Linked DNA regions of Mus musculus: region 2 is linked to region 1. Evidence: chromatin contacts called from public promoter capture Hi-C data. All regions are on one chromosome and are shown on one strand. The core of a region is the stretch at or near the end of the contact, and the rest is flanking DNA. Distances in the headings are between cores, read along the strand shown.

Evidence for each region. Capture Hi-C pulls out chosen DNA fragments and counts their contacts.
Region 2: a contact with region 1 is called in a promoter capture Hi-C map of adipose tissue. The contact joins the promoter of Ndufa9 here to the promoter of Kcna6 in region 1. A contact is called at or near these places in 1 of 39 promoter capture datasets (macrophages), 4 of 484 Hi-C or Micro-C datasets (Sertoli cells, brain, nephron progenitors and 1 more) and 1 of 9 other capture datasets (adipose tissue).

Annotation. Positions count from the first base shown.
Region 1 is chr6:126,738,484-126,742,259 of GRCm38.p6, forward strand. Kcna6 (potassium voltage-gated channel, shaker-related, subfamily, member 6) reads right to left here and starts at 2,191. Exons shown (of 2, transcript NM_013568.6): 1 at 1-2,191. The coding sequence starts at 1,441. The region is part of intron 2 of Gm33581 (a long non-coding RNA gene); the gene reads left to right.
Region 2 is chr6:126,847,761-126,851,825 of GRCm38.p6, forward strand. Ndufa9 (NADH:ubiquinone oxidoreductase subunit A9) reads right to left here and starts at 1,384. Exons shown (of 11, transcript NM_025358.3): 1 at 1,304-1,384. The coding sequence starts at 1,352.

The DNA of each region.
Region 1 (3,776 bases), core at 941-3,440:
TGACGTGGGTATACTGGCCTTGCTCCTCCTGCTCCGTCTCTCGGTGGTAGAAGTAGTTGAAATTGGAGACAATGACCGGTACCGGTAATGCAATGGTGAGGACCCCAGCAATGGCGCACAGTGAGCCCACAATCTTGCCCCCTACCGTCATGGGGTACATGTCCCCATAACCTACCGTGGTCATTGTAACCACAGCCCACCAGAAGGCATCTGGGATGCTAGGGAAGAGCGAGTCAACATCATCAGCCTCTGCGAAGTAGACAGCGCTGGAAAAGAGGATGACTCCGATGAAGAGGAAGAAGATGAGCAGCCCGAGCTCCCGCATGGACGCCTGTAAGGTCTTACCCAGGATCTGCAGCCCCTTGGAATGGCGGGAGAGCTTGAAGATTCGGAACACCCGGACCAGGCGGATCACCCTGAGGATGGCTAGGGACATGGCCTGCTGCCCATTCTGACCACTGCCACCACTCACAGACTGCTGCTCGTGACGTTGCACTAGCTCGGTGCCCAAGGTGATAAAGTAGGGGAAAATGGCCACCAAGTCAATGATGTTCATGATATTGCGAAAGAAGGCCGCCTTGCTGGGACAGGCAGAGAAGCGCACCAGGAGCTCAAACGTGAACCAGACGATACACAGAGTTTCCACCAAGAAGAAGGGGTCTGTGAAGAAAGAACCCCCGAGAGTACTAAGTGAAGATGTTCCTCCAGTCCCCAACCCCCCAGAGGGAATGCTACCAGGAAATGCATAGGAATCTTCATCCTCATCTTCTTCCTCGTGGCTCCTGGAGGCCGGAGACAAGCGGGTCCCACTACCCTCGTTGCTTCCACCGCGCCCATCTGCACGGAATTGAGGCAAGGTCTCCAGGCAAAAGATGACGATGGAGATGAGGATGACCAATACTGAGACGATGGCGATGCCTCGGGCGGGCCCGGAACTCTCCGGGTACTCAAAGAGAAGCCAGACCTGTCGCTGGAAAGGCTGGGAGGGGAGTGGTTTCTCATCCTCGCCACCTTCGGGCAGGCAACCCTCATCCTCCCGGAAGGCCGCCAGGGCTTCCTCTCCCAACTGATAGAAGCGGATCTCTTCCATAAAAATGTCCAGGGGCACATTAACAGGCCTGCGCAGGCGACCTCCAGATTGATAGTAATAAAGGATAGCGTCGAAGCTGGGTCGGTTGCGGTCAAAGAAGTACTCGTTCCTCAAGGGGTCAAAGAAACGGACTCTGCGGCCAGGGTCTCCTAGCAGCGTGTCAGGGAACAGCGACAGGGTGCGCAGCTGCGTCTCGAAGCGCAGCCCGGAGATGTTGATCACCAACCTCTCACTACTACAGCAGCCGCCGCCGCCCTCGGCCTCCTGGAACTCACCCGCATCCTGTTGCTCCCCCTCCGGCCCACGGACCTCCCCCGGCGCCGCCAGCGTCAGGGATTTCTCCGATCTCATGTCACCTCGGCGGTGCGCTCCCCGCCACTAGGACGGCGCCCACGACACGAGCTCCAGAGAGCGGCACCCGCTTCACAGCTTCGGCTGTGCCCTCCTTTAGGGTGGGGCCCGTGCTCTGACCTGGCGGTTAGGTCGGTGAGCCCTGCAGCTGGTCCCTCTGCCAGGCTAGGTCTGGGAAGTGGCTCTGGCTCTCAATAGCCGCGCCTCCGTGCTCAGGATTTCTGAGATGCCTGGAACCCGCAAACTGTCGCGCGCGTGAAACTGGCTGCCCGAAAAGACGCGTGGCTTAGCTCTCGATGGTGCCTAAAACTGGGCTCAGGACCCACAGGTCCGCCCTCCAGACCTGCTGGCTCTCACCAGGTCCTACTGCGCTTCTCCAGCTGCACACGACTCTGGGTTGCCGCTGGTACCTAAGCGCCAGATGCGCCTCCCTCTGGCTCACCAAAGACTCCTGCCCGGGCTCGGCCTCCGCCTCCGCCCTACGTCCACCACCGAACTAGGTCTGGCCAAGGTCGCGATTGCAGCCGCCACCTTCTTCCCCAGGAGCTAGCTGTTCTAGAGGCCTCGGAATCGCCCTGGGCCTTCCCGGGCGCCGAAGCGCGGAGACCCACCTCCCCACCGCTTCAAGCCTTGCCTGCACCCGCAGCAGCCCCAGCAGCAGCAACAGCAGCAGCAGCAGCAGCAGCAGCAGCAACAGCAGCAGCAGGCTCAGCTCTCAGCTCTGCCCTTCCTCCTTAACACACTCTCCAAGTGACGTGGCAGGCCCCGCCTGCTGCCCACCCCACTCTCACATCACACCCCTTACCCAGTCAGGGGCTGCAGCAAGCCTGGATGCTGGGGAGAGATGTGTATACTTGCCTCCCCAGTAATCTTTCCCGCGCTCTCCTGGCATGCCTCTTGCTTTCTCACATTCACACGCACGCCCCCACCCCCACCCCAACCAAGCCGCAGTATCCTAATAACACACCCACTCCATCTCTCCATAGTCATCTCTTCTCGTTTCTGTTCACCGAGCTGACCTGCTCAGTGTATTTCAGCAAAAAGAAATCACATACGCTGGCCCACAACACACCCCTGCCCAATAAGCTATACACAGCACCTGACCCCTCCACAGCTATTTACTTGGGGGGGTCGGGGGGGGACAGGAGAGGGAAAAATCCATGTTTTTTATATCCATGAAGACATGTTTGCCATTTTCAACCTCTCCTGGGGGGGGGGGGAAGATGAAGTATTTTTAAATGTCTTGAGAGCTTTCCATTTAGGCTGTGTCCCAATGTTAATTCCCCATCAGACTCTCACTTTTGCAACCTGGAAAGGCAAGGCTGCAGCTCTCTTTCAAGGCGCAGTGATAGTAAGAGGGGAGGAAAAGCCTGCCCGTGCCCAGTGCTCTCATGGAGTCCTGAAGACGTCCACCATCATCTCCATGAAAAAGCACCAGAAGACTATGATATTGAAGAAACACTATATACAAGGAATAGCAGCCAAGAATCTTTGCTTCACGCCTCCTTTGGAGAAAAAAAGAAGAAAAGAAAAAAGTAAATAAAAAGATTCTGCAATTTATACTTATCTGTGTCAAGAAAAGGGAGGAAAGGAAAAACAAAAAGGAGGTAGTCAAAGTGTCAATAAACAATGTAGCTATGTGTGATGAGCATCTAATAAACACATTTTAGTTGCTTTACCAGAAAGATGGCCTCCCCTTCTAGGCCATAGAGTCTCATTTGGTAGGATTTGAATGGGACAAACTACTCTGCCTCTCTTAGAATGCCAAAAAGATTTTCCATCCATTCTCCCAAAGGCTTCCTCCCTAGATCACGTGGATGAAGTCGCTGGATGGTGCACCTGGTTTCAGACTACCAGGTAGCTTGCTCTTGACTTGCCGTGGCCACAGTTGATTGGCTGGCAACGGCCAGTGTTTCTTCATAAGAAAGAGCGTCCGTAGGATAAGGACAGTAATGGCACATAAGATTCTCTCAAGCCATGAGATGCATGTATGGGTTTTTAGCCATACGATCTAGACAGACTGTTTTTAAACCACAGCAGTTTTCACAGCAGGTGCTCCCAGAGGGATGAGGCAGGGGAGGAAACCAGAGTTCTTGGACCTGTAGGGAGGAAATCGAGTGGAGATGATGCTGACTTCATCACACATGGAAGCTTGGGCTCCCGCCTGTCCCTCCCCAGGTCTCCTAGCCTCAACCTCTGCCTCTCTTATGTTTGACTTGGTTTCCATTCCTTCCCCTCGCATGCACAGTTCAGTGAAGGGTGAGAGAGCAAGTCTGCTGCATTTACCCAGTCGATAGTTTTCCCATTTGCAGGCTATGTAATTAAGCAATTTAGA
Region 2 (4,065 bases), core at 134-2,633, 110 kb after region 1:
TTATAAAATCCTACTCTAAAGCTCCTTTGATGTTCATTTACAGTAAATAAAAAAGACTGGGGTACAGGAACAGCTGACTCCCTAATTAGCAGCTGTTGGACTATCTCTTGCTATTCTGATTATCTGAGCAGAAGACTATCAATCAGCCCTAATGGCAGCACCAGAAACCCTGAATATCAATCACATGGATGCCTTGGGGAAACTACATGAACCAAGCAGCCCTGACTCCTGAAAGCCCCTCCTCGGCCAGGTCACCTCAAACAGTTTGTCCCAGATTTTTATGCTGTTACAACCCAATTCTAGATGACCCTGTACTCATTTCTGAGGTTAGAGAACATGCACAGAGGGCCAACTGTGACTGGTACTAAAGAGGATAGGCTGTGATTGCTCCAAATATCCCTTCTCTGCCTATCTAGCGAGTCTCCCGGGAGACCCTCTTCTGTGCTGTTTTTCCCTGTAGTGTGGCAGAGGGCCTAATAAAAAACTTCTTGGGAATGGCCATGTTTTGTCTACTTTCAGTAGTGTGGGCTCAGTTGGGGACATGAAGAAAGAAGCAATGGACATGGCAAAGAAGTGGTGATGGCTTTAGCAATGGCATAAGGACATCTGACCCCAGCTTAGCGTCTGTTGGAATTTCCTGCTCCCACTACCCTAAGAACAAAAGCTCTTCTACGTGGTCTGACATGAAGCGATTTTGAGAATGACTTGACATTCTGTAACGAGTTTTTTAAAAACACACTATGGAAAACTGTAAGTGAAGCGGGCATGTTTGTGGCGTGGAGAGTGGAAGGGCCGTGAACTGTAACGACTGAATGCTTTGCCTCCCTTGATCTGCAGGTGCAAATGCATGGTTTCGATTTGAGGGCTGTGAACACATTCAATCACGACAGAAGAGTAAATAAACAACGCTGACAAATTCTAAGCGGTCCTTCACTTTTCTTTCCACCCAGCTCCCGACTCTCCACAACCATCTCTCGCTGCTGCAGTCCCTACCGCCACAACCTGACATCTGTGGCGCGGATTCTGATTTCCAGTGCGATCACCACCATGAAGTCAATCGATGTCCTGCCGTCCAAGCCCCCTTTCCCCTGGATAAGTACTCTCTTGGACCGCAACCTTCCCCACAATCCACGCACTATCTCGAACCTGTCAGTGTCCGGGTTCTCCTCGTCCCTCCCAGCTCCTCCAGCTCTCCGTCCCCTTGCCGAGTGCAGTTTCACACATGAGCCAAGAGTATGAGGAAGAAAGGTCATGTTCCCGTCGCCGAATGCAACCCCAAGACCCGGTCCCCGGTGACACTTACGTGACATTGGAAGCGCTCTAACAACCCGAAAGCGGACGGCGGCCGCCATCTTCTCCCACAATGCCTCACGGCCGGTGCTTCCGCCAACTACGGCAACAACGCGGGGTCAAATGGTATCTCAAGGACCTCTCTGCGCAAACGCCAACTGGGAACGGAAGTGGCAGGTTGATGGTTGATAAGAGAGCCTGGGAGTAAAAGCAGAGGAGAGAAAAAGAAAAAGAGGAGGAGAAGGCAGGGGAAAATACAGTCCCGGTTTTGGAATGGGTTGTGAAGACCACCTGATATTTCCGGGGAATCTGCATTTCAGAGTTAACCAAGGACTGACTCAAGGGCATGCAAAATGGCCAGCTTTCAAAGACCCTTTTTCTATGGGCTAATTACCAAAAAGAGTCAGACAGCTCTGCAGGGGTAAGAAGGAAGGGTGCCCCTGCACTCAAGGAGTTGCACGGAGGAAAAAGGTGTAATAGGGTCTGCGTACAGTGTACAAGTGGGGGAGTTAAATAGAAATGCAGAGGCGCCCCCACCCTAAGCCCCTCGCACGCCAACGCCGCCAGGAACATCCTTTTGCAGGGCGTTAGTGTTCACTGTCCCCTTTCATAGAATGCATACTTAGATGTCTGCACCAATTCAATTCCACTCATAGATGACCTCACCAGGGACTTCTGATCACCTTTTCCAACGCGGTGATCAGTCTCTGTGTCGTGAATTTGATTGGCTGGGGTTTATGTGTTTGTTCGGTCGTGAATTTTGTTTATTGAAGCACACTCATCACTAACTGAATTATGAAACGAGAAGTTCTATTTTTGGAATTTTTGAGACAGGGTCTCCCTTTGAAGTCCTAGTTGGCTTCGAACTTGTGGTACAGCTCTCTGCTTCAGGTAGGAGTCACCACCCTGGGCTGATCCAGAGATTTATAAATGGTTTTGAAACGTGAATCACCTGAAATGTGATATAAAATCGCATGCTATGCTTGACATTCAACATATTTTTCTTATGGAAAAACTGCTGGCTTTACCCAGAGCAGCTTTTTTAAAAACTGGGCCTCTTTGAAAATCTGTGTTGTTCTGCAAAGATTTACCTGGAGCCTCGGGATGTTCTGAGAAAATAGAACCACTTGCATTTAAAAATCTTTTTTCAGGCTCTGGTGGTCCCTGCCTATAATCCCAGCTCTTGGAAGGCAGGGACAGGAGGATAGGGAGATCCAGGCCAGCCTAGGTGACCTTGTCTCAAATTTTAAAAAATTAAAAAACTTGATTCCAGTCATCCTCTAGCTATACCTGAGTAAAAGACATGGGCTTGCAAACTGAAGTTCCCAGAAAGAAGCTGCAAGTTCTGAACTTTCTAGAAAGGCTGATTAATTGATTAAAACTGTAATAATAATAATAGAGAAAGGAGTGTTGCAGATCCAAGATTACCCTGGGCTATCCTTAGCCCTCTAAATAGCCATTTATTATCCACCTTTGTGTGTGCCCTATCGTCTTTGTGACCATCACCTGAAAACATTTTAATATATTTATTCACTTTACATCCCAATGTCAGTCCCCTCCCCTTTCTCCTCCCAGTTCCCCCTCACGAAGATCCTACCCCCATTCTCCCCTTCTCCTTTGAGAAGGGGGTGTTCCCCTCTGAGTATCACCCCCACCCCCACACATCTAGTCACTGCAGGCACATCCTTTCTCACCTCGCCGAGGCCAGACAAGGCCAAGGCAGCCCAGTTAGGGGCATGGGATCCACAGGCAGGCAGGCAGGCAAGCAGGCAGGCAGGCAGGCAGGCAGGCAGCAGATTCAAGGACAAGTCTCTAGTTGGGGAAACCATATGAAGACCAAGCTGCACATCTGCTACATATATTCTGGCACATGCTTGCTCTTTGGTTGGTGGTTCAGTCTCTGGGAGCCCCCAAGGGTTCAGGGTAGTTGACTTTGTTGGTCTTCCTGTGGTACCCCTGTCCTCTTTGGGCTGAAACCCTTTGGGGTCTTTAAGGGGATCATTAGCTGCTACTAACCCAGAAGCTGAGACTATCATCAGATAGCCTTTAAGGTCCATACATCTCAGGTGTCTCCTGATTTATTAGAAGATCCCACCTTGCCCACCTGATGTTTCTACACATGGATTTGAAAAGTGTTTACTTGTAATTCTCTTTGTTCTGTTACTACAAGAACTTTTCACTGTTGGACAATGGAATTTGGGGTAACCTTGATTTGGCTATCCATATTTGACTCCATTATAAACTACCTCTTGTCCCCTTTGAGGGGACTAACCCTATGAAACATACCTTAGATTTATCAATAAACTGCCTAGTTTGGCGGAGTCATTCTCAACTTGGTAATTTTTCACATGCTTAGTGGTAGAAGTGTTCATTGTTCATCTCCAGGAGGAGAGTACATTGCTGAGAAAGGCAGCTATCTAGTAATGAGTAGGAACTGCTTGTGACTAGGATAGGAAGGCCCGTATACCCCCTGCTGTAGTTCCCTTTTTTGTTTTGTTTTTTTTTTTTTTTGTTTTTTGTTTTTTGTTTTGTTTTTGTTTTTTTGAGATAGGGTTTCTCTGTGTAGCCCTGGCGATCCTGGAACTCTGTAGATCAGGCTGGCCTTGAACTCAGAAATCCACCTGCCTCTGCCTCCCAAGTACTGGGATTAAAGGCACCACCACTGCCCGACCCCTTTTTACTTTGAGACAGTGTTTCCCTAAAATGTTGAGGCTGACCTTGAACTTCAGTTCTCCTGAGTAGTTGAGACACTGTGATTTCAGGTCTTCACCTCTG